Regions from separate parts of the Mus musculus genome. Here region 2 is linked to region 1. A link is a contact called in public Hi-C data. All regions are on one chromosome and are shown on one strand. The core of a region is the stretch at or near the end of the contact, and the rest is flanking DNA. Distances in the headings are between cores, read along the strand shown. Region 1 has its middle 61 kb from the start of Gm35154. Region 2 has its middle 90 kb from the start of Gm40638.

The links. A called contact is a pair of places that touch in the nucleus more often than the background predicts.
Region 2: a Hi-C map of uterus shows a contact between it and region 1, with 2.1 times the contacts expected there. The contact joins two enhancer-like sites. A contact is called at or near these places in 10 of 39 promoter capture datasets (the 3T3-L1 cell line, the C10 cell line, cranial neural crest and 4 more), 2 of 484 Hi-C or Micro-C datasets (nephron progenitors and uterus), 2 of 115 datasets of contacts at active chromatin or transcription factors (craniofacial prominence and embryonic stem cells) and 2 of 9 other capture datasets (adipose tissue and embryonic stem cells).

Annotation. Positions count from the first base shown.
Region 1 is chr10:44,533,810-44,541,155 of GRCm38.p6, reverse strand. No RefSeq gene overlaps it. Among named protein-coding and RNA genes, the nearest start is that of Gm35154, 61 kb to the left of the region's middle. Within about 2 kb of position 2,950, at least 71 of the 459 cell types and tissues checked have an H3K27ac peak or open chromatin away from gene starts, as enhancers often do. A contact at or near this core is called in uterus, where this site is marked.
Region 2 is chr10:44,849,957-44,857,196 of GRCm38.p6, reverse strand. It overlaps the pseudogene Gm6983. Among named protein-coding and RNA genes, the nearest start is that of Gm40638, 90 kb to the left of the region's middle. Within about 2 kb of position 1,441, at least 2 of the 459 cell types and tissues checked have an H3K27ac peak or open chromatin away from gene starts, as enhancers often do. A contact at or near this core is called in uterus, where this site is marked.

The sequences.
Region 1 (7,346 bases), core at 1,701-4,200:
CTTTGTTATGTGATGGCTAGAAACTCCTCTAATGTTGCAATTTTCTACTGGCTATATTGTATCGGGTTGCAGTTTCCTCTACAATCTTCTCTAAAATCTGCAGGATTGTTATTCAAATATAGCATACTTTAGAAAATGTCAGCATGAACTCCAAGGCCTTGGCTACAGGAAGGAATCAGTTCAATACCTGAAAGCAGTCTAGCTCAGTTCTTTATACCCCTTAAGATTTTACCCTTTGGGAAACTTCTAAAAATCAGCTGGTGACCCCACAAAAGCTTCTGTTGGTTCTTTTCTTTTAGCGTAGTAGGAAGTTGGTTCTTTTCTTGAAAGGGTAGTAATAGGGGTTTTCAATGTTGGGCCAATTCTGAGCCCCATCTTTTGCCATTAAGTAAAATTTCCCTAGTCCATCACTTCAGTTTGGCCTGGTGAAGACAACAACACAGATGGTAAATCCCATACCTGCTAGACAATGTTGCAAAAAAGTCTCTGACCAAAGATTGCCATCAGAAGTTTCAAAGAAGCACCTCTCTTGCTACAAATGACCCTGACGCCTGACACTACTCTGAGGTTGCTTCTTCCGTTCTAGGTCTTCCCTGTTTTACCCATTAATTAAATGAAAATCCCTCTGCCTGCATTCTGTGTCTATGGTAATGACAACGTACACATCTCAGTGAGTCATTATAAGCCATAGATGGAATTCAACTAGAACATGCTAGAGCTACACCATACAGCTCGGCATGCACCCCTGCACTCTTGTAATTCCCTGGAAAGAAAAAATGTTGATTAAACTTGAATAGATAGAGACATTGGGTAGCACAATGAGAAAAGCAATCAAACAGAACCTCTCCCTTCATGGGGTAATATAACTTGTGGAGGACTTTCACAAAGGGTATCAAGTATCGAATGCCACCACACTGCCTACTTAAAAACCAGACAGTCCAATTTTGAAATTTTAACAGGAAGAGAGTTAATAAGGGGAGGCCCACTTATTCGGATGAATCAAAGATGAATCTGATATATAATCATGCTTTATTTGTACAGGGTCATTCACCCTAGAATCAAAGCAGTGATCACATATCTCGTTAACCCTTACAACACCCCCAGGAGGCATGGAGATGGTAAGTCATCCCCCTTGTTACAGATGGAGAGAGCCTGAGGCTCAGGACACTGAAGGGACTTGTCAGAGGCCACATCAAGTAAGTGAGTAATGGAGCAAGAAAGGGAACTAAAACTCTGTCTTTCTCCCCATCGCACTATTATATCTATTATATTTTACCAGTGTTGCCAAACATATTAATTACATTTTCTTCAGAATTCATTTTAAAAAATCAACCCCTTCTTTAAAAAACAAAACAAAACAAAAAAAAAGGCAAAAGAGTGAGTTGATAAGGAAAAAAAGAGATTTGTGTTTGTTTTAATGGATCAGTGAATTAACATATCTAAAGGTGTTGCTTGAGAAACAACTTCGGTGTGAGACAAATGTTTACATTTTTAAGGTAATTAAGGTGAACTCAAATTGAAACTCTAATTTGTGACTGAAAAGCACTGGCTGCTTGCCTTTGGGTTTCCAAACAGAACCATCAAAGAAACCTTCATTGACTGGTCCCTTTGTTGTACGGGCAGGGGCAGCCGCCAGCGGCAAGCAAAGGGTTTAACTGACTCATCACGGTAAAAAAAAAAAAAAAAAAAAAAAAAAAAAATCATCAGAATTTTCAAGTTTTTTAACCTTCACATTTTCCTAGAAGTCCACTCGATGAGCAATTACGTTTTCAGGATCCCTGTTAGCTAACCAACCGTTCCTGAGAATTCGTGATTCCACAAAGTAAAACCGGTTACTACTCAACTTCCTCATTTTTAAAAGTGGTGGCGACAAGAAGTCAGGGTGACTGCCAGACCAGTGCTCCTTGCTGCGGAGGAGGTGGGGGAGCAGTCAGGAGTCCTAGTTTGCAGGCTAAGTTCTGGAGATGCAGGTACCTCTGTCCCTGAGCCATGCCAGCCTGGTGTGGAGCTGTGTCTCACACGTGGGTTCTGCAGGCTCATCCCACACCGACCTATAAGTCTCCTCGAAGCTGGGCTGAGGGAGCCCACACCACAGGCCTGTCTGTGGCCAGTGCTCTTGAGATTCTCGGTTCCCAAAACCGCAGTTCCCGATTTCTAGTTTCCTTATAGATGAGATGTGGGGATCTTCAGAGGGGATCCCGGACCGCCAAGCAAGGCTGGGGAAACCCAAAGCCCCTGTGGTTGACGCTAAGTTGTTTGGGTATCAGCAGAGACTCTGAGAGATGGTGTTTAAAATGCCTATTTTGGGTCAGTTGAGCTGGAGGGAGGCCACACCCCCCAGAGAAAGCCATGAAGAAGGTTCAGATGCGGTCTCTGACTCTCAGCTCCTGAGCTTTCAGGATCCAGAGCCTATTTCCATCTTTCCAAAGAAGTCTGGGGCCCTGGGCCTCAAATGTTAATTCTATATTTAGGTCTACCATTTATTAGCTGCTGTGTGACCCTGCGTAAATTATTTGGCCTGGCTGTTCTTCTTCTTAATTTGTGAAATTAAGGGGCTCCGGGGGCGGCTTAGACAGTGAGATGATACCTTTAGTGTTATCTGATTACCGTAAGCACGGCTTGGTGAAATTAAGCTCCAGGTCACACCAAGAACTGAAGGTGACCTAGTGCACCAGACCCTTCCTTAGGACTGCTGACCTACTTACATGGTTCAGGCAGAGGTGGGGTGTCATAGAATGAGTAAAACCAGGCGAGAGAGCATAGCTAGGAGAAAGCGTGTCAAGGCAAAAGGAAAGGCACACTGGGGAGGGAGCGACTTTCCAAGTTCCTGAACTAAATAAATCCTGTCACATTCCCACACGCAAGCCTACCACAGCATGAGCCTTGCCTAAGAAGCAGACTAGAAGGCTGATGGGAATCTGGATAGGATTGGCCCAGTTTAAGGAAGTTGAAGTTAAGCACCTCCTACTCCAAGTCCTGTAGCCCCTCGCCTTAGGTCTTACTCGCCTGAATAGACAAGGGGACTAGAGAGAGAAAAAACATGAGACGCAGTAAGACACCATCTGCAAGACGAGAGAGAGGCCTCAGGGGAAAGCAAACCTGTTAACCTCAAGTGTTAAACTTCCTGCCTCCAGAATAAAGAGAAAATTCATTTCTGTTGTTTGAGTCAAACTGTAAAATGGAAAAGTTTCCAGATCCTGTCGTCCAGCCTGGCCTGTGTGTCTTCCTTGTCTGGTCCAGTGATAGCAGGTCTTACAGAGAGACCACAGGGACAGTCTCAGTAGCTAGTAGGTTCTTGCCCAGGCCCTCTTTTTCTGCTCAAGAGATAGCCTACTCCTCTCTCACTGTGGTGTGACACTATTTCTGGGGAGATGTGAACAAATGTCTACTCACCCCAGATAAGAAACCAGCAACAGGAAAGTAGGGTAGGGCAGTGGCTCAGCATGTATTGCTCTTCCAGAGGTCACAGGTTCAATTCCCAGCACCCATATGGTAGCTCACAACTGTCTGTAAGTCCAGTTCTAAGAGATCCAATACCGTCTTCTGCCCTCCATGGGCACGAGGCATACATGTAGTACACTCAGGTAAAGCACTTACATACATAAAGTAAAAATAATGAATATTTTATATTCCTTTTAAACAGAGCTATAAAGGGAAAACTGAAATCTGTCAAGGAATCAAATTGTGGTTTTCCTTCCTTCTGTCTTTCCTTTTCTTCCATGAAAGGAATAAGAATCATCCCAAGGCAAGGGATACAGGCCAAGCAAAAGGAGGCTTTCAGACCTGCTCAATAAACTTTTCCTCTCAGTGTCGATGGAGACATAATGTGATGTAATGAGTGTGTGTAGTACTCATGACACACTTCCAGGGCACAAAGAAATACTAATAGCAAAGGAAATCTGAGCCAGCTGCTATGTACAGCAATAGACAAAGAGAAAAGACTAAGATAGGCAGGCAAGGTATTACCTATATTTCCATACATTATTAAAATTTTAAAGCTTTATCAAATACATAATATGAGTCAGGCCTGCATACATACCAATACCAAGTACTATAAGTACTATGTATTATGTTCCTGTGTGCCTAGTGTGTTATATGTTATTTAACTCTTATTGAGCACCCTGTAACCTAGAAGATACCAGACCTTTACAGCTGATAAAACTGTGGTTTAGGGCAACTCAATATTTTTTCTTCCAAGGTGATAGAATATACTGAAGCTACTCCTTTGTCTAATTTCATTAAAAAATGAATGTATTTATTTCCAGGCATTGGGCAACGGGAAACAAAAAGCATTAAAAAGAAAAACAAACAAAAAGTGTCCTGCTGTCAGATTGTTTACTCTCGGGGGCGGGGGGTGGGGGTGGGGGGGGTAGAAGCAGTAAATGAGGGAAAGGGATTCAGTATGTAAGAAGTTAAGTACCATGAAGAAAAACAGAGAAGAGAAAGTGGGAGGGGGGAGCCGACGTACACTTCACCCAAATGATGGCATATCAGTAAAGAACCGAAGCTTCCCTCCCGTCCAAGGAGCAATGCTCCAGGCAGAGGAGCAGCAGCGTTCAGACCCTGGGGCGGGAGATGCAGGAAAGTCAGTGTAGGTAGAAGAGAATGAGGTCAGGCAGAGCCTCAGACAATCTCAGGCAAAGGCCCTGAGTTTTAGGGCCTTCTTTTAGACATCTAAGAGGGGCCAGGTAAGCTGGAAGGGACCACAGTGGAGGTGTCAGTTGTCAGCTCTGAAACACTTCAGACTTTGACTCTGAGGCAGGGATTAGGAGCTCCTTAGCTCCCGGATGCGTAACAGTATCTCTAGGCTGCACTGCAAAGCCACCAGGAAGGTGAGTTAAGAAGCTGCCATAATCATCTGTGTGAGACAGGACACAGAGCAAGCCCCAAGCAGTAGCAGCAGGAAGCGTTCAGAAATGCTCAGGACGGATATAGTAAAGATGGAGGGACACAGGCTGGCAGTTGGGGCCATTTGCAGTGTGACTTAAGGTACCAGGAAGTCCTCCTGTCAAGATTTGGAATTTACACAATTCTTGAAAATCCGAAGGGAAAATGCTGTCCAGGGAATGATAAAGCTTTACACCTGACAGGTTTTTAGCTATTGAAGTGGAAATGGCCAATCAAGCAGGCTGTTGGGTGGCGGTTTGGGGAAGGGTTTGGAGTTTTTGTTTGCTTTGATCACTTGTTTGGGGTCTTGTTTTCTTTCTTTTGTTACGTACGTTTATTTGTTTGTTTGTTTGTTTGTTTGTTTAACACAAAGTCTTAAATGTATCTCAGGTCTGCTGTGAATTTCTCAGCCTCCAGTCTCAGCTTCCTGAGTTTTGGGATTACAAACCGGAGCCCTTGAGTCCAGCCCAAGTGGGCAGCTAACGGGAACTGGAGGTGTGGCTTAAGGAAGTTTGAACAGAAACTAACTATTCACACCTAGGAAACCCCTGTCTCTGGCAGGCAGGTGAGGTGAAGGCACAAAGTGAGAATAGGCCTGGGAGAGCCAGGCCTGGTCACCCCATCTGCTGTCCAAGGACTAAACACACACACACACACACACACACACACACACACACACACACACACACACACACACACACAGAGAGAGAGAGAGAGAGAGAGAGAGAGAGAGCTTTCCTGTCTCACACTCAGAGCCCTGGATAAGAAGTGGGGCATGGCTGAAAGCCTATACAAACTCTGTTACCTCGTCAAGGAAAGAGTAAAACAAGAAGAAAGCGGCGGCTTCATCTGGCTTCCGGTGCTTGCTCGCTTTTCCCTTTCACTAAAAAGTGGACAACAGTTAATCAAGGGATCAAGTAAATTTGGTAGCTATGGCAGGGACACAGACCTCCTGGGAAAGGAAAGACGAAATTAGAATGAAATTATTCCCCTGGGTTGTCCTGGGCTCCTCAAACCACGAACAAAATGTAATTAGGGCAAAAATGTTTTTGGAAGGAAGTTAGCAAACAGAGAAGGCCTTCTTAGATGTAATGATGACAGTTCTGAAGTTCTGTAATTCCATTAACCAAAAACTGTCTATGTGAAAAGTTATGAGGTTTAATGGCCCCAGAGAAGCAGTGCACACAGTGCTGGGGAGGGAGGGGCCGAGAGTAACATGTCTACTGCTCCAGAGACTTGCTCTCTAGCATCTAACTATACCATATATATATATATTATGAAATTTTTGTGTAACGTGACATATCTGTCTTGTTTTATTGCACCAGATGGAGAAAACACAACAATATTTGGGGGGGGGGGGACATTTCCTGTCTTTTTGTACTTAACATAAAAAGGTACTTTATGACTATTTTTTTCCAGCATATTTTCTCCTCCTCTGGGGATCTTGTTTAAAACCTTAAAGCCTCCATTTGCCAGAAGTCTTTGAATCATCCCAGTACTGTCTTCCTATCTCTCTGAAAGCAAGGCCGGCTGCGTTTGCTCCATCAGTGAGACTCGTGCTTCACAAGCTGCAGAGGACAGCGGCAACAGCAAACGGCTTCTTTCCTCCTTCTTTTAATCTAGGAGAAACGCAAGCTTAAAACACTTAGTATTTATGGGCCATTGATTTTATTTTTTACTACCCCAGTTAACCATGTCTTTTCTTTGCCGCTTGTCCAGAGGGACTCTCCTCACCCAAGGCTAGATCAGAGAAGCTAAAGGAGAGACTTCCTCATCTCTGTCTCATCTCTCACCTCCCTCCAAAGCAGTTCACAATAAAGAGAACTCACTCCCACATCCTGATCGCTGCTCTTCTTTGATCTTCCCCATCATTTTCTTATTAAAAACAACTGCTCTCTTGCCACCGCCCGCTGCCGCCAGTTGCAAGTTGTCTGAGTGACTATTTTCATCCTTAAATTTTTAATTTTGAAAATCAAGTCATATATTAGAGCTATTATGGTGGTAAATACAATATCCTTACTTGAAAACGAGGGTTAATCTATGGAGAACAACCTATTAATTTCCCACCAGCTAGAAAGGACTAAAATGCTACTTTCTGATTTTAGTTAGGTCTTTGGTTTCCAAGTCTGTCTCTTCCTGTCTCAGTCACACCACCCCACATGCTTTCCTGGGCTAGTTCTTCCATTGAATGGTAATTACAAATTAGCAAGCATTAAACTTCATTCCTATCAGCATCGTTTTTAAAACTGCATTCTGTAACAAGTCCTGAAATTCCAGCCAATGATGCAATACACCACCAAATTCCAATGAAGCAAAAATAATTTGAACAAACCCTCAGACTTCATAGTTTGGGAATTTTATTCCTAAAACAGACATATTTCATTAAGTCAAATAAACCAGTCATGTAACTTAACAAAAAATATTAACACACACACCAAAAAAAAAAAATGTTTACAAGC
Region 2 (7,240 bases), core at 192-2,691, 320 kb before region 1:
CTTTATGTGTCTTACCCTCTACTCGACTCAGCCATTCTTGCTTAAGAAACGCTATGTTGAAATGGAATGCTATTTTATGTGAATAAGGGTGAGTCCTCTCATAAAAGGATGAACTTGCCTAACACAAAGATACCAGGGACCATCTGAGTTCAGATCCATTTCCTTTTGTGAGTGTAAAAAAAAAAATCCAGTTTACTCAGTAATAAAGCAATTATTGATTCTTTCCACAATCATTTCAAGGCCCTAGGCTTCCTTAGTGTTTCAGCCTCACTGAAGGACTTTAAACAACTTTACTCTCCCTTCCACACTTAAAAAGAAGGCATGCTTCAAGTGAGACTTTAAGGACAAGAGTCTCCCCTTCAACTTGAGATAATTTACTTCCAAAAGCTCCTGGAATCCATATTAAATGTTTGTTGTGTAAAAAACACTATGTGAATACCCTAAGAATCATAAAGAACAAAAATGTTTGAAATATTTCCACCGGTGAGGAGCTTATAATAAAGACAAAGATTTAAAGACAAACAAACAAAAGACTGAATCATGATTGGTACAGATCCGCTATAGTTTAATCCCTCACCCCCCAGAGGTTCATGTTCTGGGAATTTGGTCTTGAGTGTGGTGCTGTGACAAGGGCTTGAACCTTTAAAATATGAAACATACTGGTAGGGAAGAGGTCTTTGGAGGTGCTTCTCTTAGGTAGGACAAATACAGTCACTGGGGGCTTCAGCTCGTTCCTACAAGAGTCGATAATAAAAAGAACAACTAACTCCTACACAGGCTCTGGCTTTCTGTTAAGTCACATGGTCTACACCCATGTTGCCTCCCAGCAGCATCCAAAATACAAACCATGAACAGATCTTGGAGAGGAAATAAATGTTTTTCTGTGTAGACCTTCTAGCTCCCATGGTCAGAGGTTTGAACTGTTAATTCCCCATCCTTTAAGCCACCTCAATTCCCTATTTTTAAGTCTGGGAACAGTGAGTTAACCAAAGTTCAATGTTTTCCAAGCGAAGCATTAGAAACTGTCATGTTTTCCATGACACCAGGTCAAGCGGCAATGGGTTTCTGATGTGAAATCTCTTGGATTTATTCAAAAGTCCCTATCACCGACAGGCTTACATTAATCTAATTTTCTGTTCCACTAAAACCTTGAATGTTAAGCTAGATTTGTGTTAAGAACAGGGATGAGAGTTTACATCACTAGCCTTAAGAGGAGAGGATCAGCAGTCAATGTTTTATTATTCCGGGTTGATGTGTGATCAGCTAAAGAATCTCATTAAAATCGTATTTCCAGGAAATGAACTCATTTATAGCTCCCTGCTTGGTAGTATGTTTGTTACTAGAGCAAGGGGGAGGTGAAATGATTCACAAGATGCCAACCCTGGGCTGAATGAGCATCCATCCACACTACACACTGCTTCTACATCATTGACTTCTTCACAAGTCACATAAAACTCTGATCTACACACCCTCTAAGTGCGCAGATAAAATCCCATCCCCAGACCTGAAAGACGCATTATTGCCTAAGAAAACCCAGAATTGCTGGATGTTTTCCTTTCCTCTGACTTACAACGCACGTCATCAACCACGTAAAGGGAAAGAAGGATGCGCAGGATAGTGCCTGGGGCTTCTCACCCCTTCGAAGATATTTTCATAGTGAGTTATCATCTGACCAGAAGATTTTGATGTGTCTGTGTGAGATCTTCCAGAATGGCAAATAAAAACTAAAGATCTCAGGCACATGTTGTGGGGAAGCTAGTTAGAAAATTTGGGCGTTTTGTTTGCTCATGTGAAAAACATTGTGGAGTCTATTTAAGAGGTTTTGCGGCTTTATTATTTATGTCAATGAGGACATGAAAATTGACAATTTCCCGAGGTGTGGGCAGACTGAAGGAAGAAGGGGTGGATACTTAGGTATCCAGAAACATGCAACTTGAGAAAGCTGCTAGTAACACAGGGAGAGAAAGCAATGCTACCCACATCTGTGAAACATAGTTCTGCCAGAGACCCACCCAAAGGCCAGGACCAGGAAGAGCGCTCATCTGCTGGCACTTATTGGCCAACCCCAACTTGAGGACAAGAACAAAGATCTCAGTAGCAAAGTTACAGGAGTCAGCTTCTCAGAGAGCAGAGCAAGGAAAAGTAGGGCAGACTATAAATATATAGCTTTGGTTTTACTCATGTACACACACACATACACACACATACACGAATATATATATATATATATATATATATATATATATGTATGTATATATACATGTGAATATATGAGTATATGTGAGTATATATAGAGAGCATGGTTTTACTCATTTTTGCAAGTATTTACGATAAATGCATCATTTAAACATGTCTTTAGCCTCTTTCATTAAAAAACAAAATTAAGTATTTATGTATGTGTGTGTGCTCTGGAAGTCAGTTCTCTCCTTTTACCATGTGAGTTCTGGGGCTTGAACTCAGGCCATCAGGCCCGGTGGCAATCTTCTTTATCCACTGAGTCATCTAGCCAACCCTATCCCCTCTGTTTTACCTCCCATGTTTCATAACTCTAGGAACTGTTCTTATATTCTTCGTCCTGAGCAGAGTTTCTCTTTGGGAAATAGGAATTCTCTATTTTCGTTGATCTTTGTATCATAAACAAGATATATTTTAGAAGCAATTAGACTTAAGGCCCTTCTTCGAACTCATGAATCTTTTGATGAATAACCTCTTGTCCTGACATGCAAACATCTTATTTTCACTATCTCATAGATCTTTGGCATATCTCGGGTATAGTACCTAGTACAGTGTGGCACACGCAAATAGACGCTTAATAAATGCTGGTGGGATGAGCCTCTTGTGCAGATATGGGAGATCAGACCAAAGAGTTAAGCAACATAGCCAATATCTCATGATGTGTCAATAAGAATAAATGTCAAGCCATAAGATCTACCCTGAATATGCTGTGCAAACAGAGATTTTGCTAAACCGGGCAAGAATTTGAACAAGGGTTTCTTTTTCTTTCTCCTGCACTTTGACCCAATTGTAAGAATAGATGATATAGTCAGTGTTTCAACTTATTGGCTAGATTGCCAGAAATATGTATGCCTCACCATTCCTTCCTAGTCATTATACATGAAGTGTTATAAGCAAGAACAAAAGTTGAGTTGAACTGAGCAATTGAAAGGAACCATCCTGGCTTCTCATTTGTAATGTGAAGAGAAAATAAAGACTAAACCTAAGAATTGCCTGCTACATCAGGCCTTTCTTATGTATGAATGAGGGCAAAAGATATAAATGAGATGTATGAAACCTGAAGAACTCCACAGATATTATGAACCTATCTCCAATAACATGCCCTGACCCAGGATATGTGTGCTTTTCTTAGATGTCCAATGAATGATGCACAAAGAGGAGAGGTCAATGTCCTAGATTTAGTAAATACCAAATACCCAATATGGAATAATATGAAATCATTGGATTAAGTATTTCACAGGGGTAGGTTATTGAAAAACATGGAAACAGGTGGGCAAGTCTTTTCTGTCATCTTGGATGTGTACACGATCCCTTCCTTGGTTGACATACACGACCCAGTTCCTTTGTGCATGGTTCCTGTCTGTACAGCCTGTGGTGAATGCACACATTAGGATATTCAGCACAGGGCTTTGCTCTACCACAAACCGCATTAGTTGGAAATCAGGGATAAGCAGTTTCTAAATAGTTTATGTTTCCAGTTGAGCAGTTGCCTTCCTCTTTTAGTTTGTTCCCATAATGACAGTGAAACCCGAGAATATGGAAAATATTCCTATCTCACGAAGTCACCTTTTCCTATCACAATCTGGTCTCTTGTCTAGGCTATTCTGTGTCATTTCTCACAGAGCCCATTATTTACAGGGTTCTTTTTCTTTTCTTTTCTTTTCTTTCTTTTTTTTTTTTTATAGAACAGCAGACACCATTATTACACTATGCATGAGGCTCATTTGCCTTTCCGGGCTTTGATCTTCCGCAGATAGAACTCCAGCTCCTTGCCTTCGAACACACAGCCGTCTGCTCCGCCACACTGGCCTGGTCCTGAGGCAACGCAGGCGAGAAGCTCGCCCTGCTGGAACTGCTCCTCCAGAAGACTGCTGATTTTGGCATTTTTTTCCCTTTCGTCGTATTTCTTCTGAATTTTCTTTGATCGTTTTTTGTTTAAAATCTCTTCCTCCTCAGGAGTCAGCTTGGCCCCCTTCTTGCGGCCCAGGGGCAGTGCAATAGTGGGACCTGTACCACTGTCGGTACAGCGTGCTGTCAATAAGCATGATGCAGTTCTTCACTAGGGTCTTGGTGTGGACACGCTCGTTGTTGGATGCATTGTAGACAACATCAATGATCCTTGCTTTGCGAGTACAACACTCAGAGCCCCAGGAAAAGTTCCCCACATCCAATCTCAGGGCACGGTACTTCTTATTGCCTCCTCGAACTCGGACTGTGTGTATGCGGCGAGGGCCAATCTTCGTGTTGGCAGCGGGCCGTCCCAGCTCATACTTCCGCTTCTTGTGGTAGGGTTTTCGCTTACCCCCGGTCTTGCGGCGCTTGTGCCAGTTGTCCCGAGAGATGCCCATCGCTCGGCGCTGGCTGGAAAGAGATTTACAGGGTTCTTAGTCACTATCCACACTCCCACCTCAACTCTCCCCACACTTCAGCCATTGCCTAAAACATATATAGTGTGTCAATTACTTGCTAAATACTTCTGCAGTTTCTCATTGCCTCCAAATGCAGACATTCTTCTGCTTTTCTTAGATTTTTGCTTTTGAGACTGGATTTCACTTTGTAGCCAAGGAAATCCTTGAATTCTACTGTTGCCTCAGCCACCTAAGGGTTAAGAAGACAGACATGTACTATTACTTCCAAATTCAAACCCACAGTTTCAATCATTGCTTCATCTGTCTTCTCACCAGATTCTCTCTCCCACATCCCCGCCATATAAACAAAGCATAAACTCAAGGCCCATCACATTCTGATGAGAGTTGCCTCCTCAGCTTCATCTCTAACACCCTTCTGTATCATCCACATCCAGGAATACACTTAGCTGCTAATGATTGGCCTTTACATGCTGGTTAAAATTACATATCTCTTAACACTATCAATGAAACTATCATTTTCCATCTCAACTCAACACAATGTATATATCTAGATTATTTCAAAGACCCCATTGTATGCTCCCTGTTTGTACATCTATCTTCTCAATGGGATATACAATAAGAATCTTCCAATTACTAGCATAATGTTTCTATATCAACATAAGTACTTTCTTACATCTGGGGAAGACTTCAGTCTCCAGAGACCACACACTCTTCCAAATGTATCTTTTCATACAAGTGCCTGATAGATTTTTAGTCTACCCAGATCCCATGCTCCCTACTGTTAGAACATTCTCTGATTACCTAGACATCAAGAACTTTTTCAAAAAGTCTGACTCTCAGTTCAGTGTCTACACGGCTCATTTTCCAATATCTTCCTTCCCAATCATCTAACAGTCTTTGGTTGTTTGCAGATAAATGAGTTGAGGTTGTGTGTGCCAGCCTGACTGTGCAAGTACATTCACAAAGTGACTAGGTTTGTAGGTCATAATCAGGTCTTGGAAGGGAAGATAAATAAATAGGTTCATTTCTCAGTCTGGGTCATCCTGTGGTGGTAGGGTTCTAAAATAGAACCTGGCTTTTCACAAAGGTATGAAGGTATGTTTATAATTGTGGTGTAAGAGGACATACTTTGTAATCTTCAACTCTGAAATATTTAGGTGCATATCTCATTAACTTACATTTGGGTCTTTATAAATGCTAGGGGTCTGTGCTGTTGAACACAATGTGAGTCACGTAGTTAGTACTTAATTCATGATTAAGGAGAGGCTAAAGGCAAAAAAAAAAAAGGGTCAAATTACTAAGACTCAGGGGAAATAATTGTGGTGGCACTAGATAAGAGAAACTATAGGAGGCGTTGTTGAATTGTCAATCTAGCTAATAAACTGCCTAAAAACCCTCATATTTAAAGAAGAAAAGTTATATTGGGGGTACAATTCAGTAGTTCAATACTTTAAGTTTATGAACATGCTGTGGGATGAATCTCCAACACCAACCACACACACACCATCAAAATACCAAAACAAAACCCAACAACACACACTTTGCCCCCAGACAATCTTAGATATATTTGCTGAGAAGAGCTCACTTAATAAATCAGGCATCAATGTCTGCAACTTACAACAACCAACTTAAAACGTCCTCCACAGATGGGTTAAAGATGAAATCTAATACAGAATGAGTCAGATAAGAAAGACAACTGTGGGGTTACACTTACACACCATCTGGGGAGGAAACATCATTGGAAGATGACAACAACATCTCTTAGAGTCAGCAGTTCAGCTCTGTTCCTTCAAATGATCCCTTTACCCTTCATGGCCAGATAAGATCATTTCTGTACAGAGGAGCAACATTTGTCTCCCAGAGAGAATCTTAAGAACTAAGGCCATAAAAATTCTAATTAGCATGGGAATATAACTTTTTCTCAGGTTCAAGAGTCTACAAGTGCTTCTATTGTCACATAAATTTGTGTTGTAAATAAATGCATACAAGTTTTATACTGAAATATGCCTAAGAATATGATTATTTATAATCACATTGCAATATTTATGTTAACATTTATAGAAGAGACACAGGAAGATAGCAACAAAAATAGAGGCAGATAGATGGAGGATATACATATATGTGTGTGTGTATACATATACATACATACATACATACATATATATATATATATACATATATATATATATATATATATATAGAGAGAGAGAGAGAGACAGACAGACAGACAGACAGACAGACAGATGGACAGACAGATATTTAATCTGGAAAATCAACTAACAAACATCGTTTTTACCATTTAGCCATACCCAGCATTTGTCACATTGTCATTTTATAGGGAATAAAGTGATAAGACATCATAGACACAGAATGTTGGTGTGAAAAAAAAAACATGGCTCAGAACTGACAATAACCAAACACAAGCAGGCATTGTGGTGTGCCATGTTAGGAAACCGTATGCTCACAAACCAGTGCTTTCAAGTATTGTCTCCATTTTCTAGATATGGCAACTGAGGTTTGAGAAATCTTCCTAATGAGAGGGCCATTCAGCTGAGTAGCTGCCAGTAGAAATGTTTAAGAGGTATGGAAAGCATTTTGAAGTTAATCTGGAATATGGTGTCCATTAAGAGAGAATG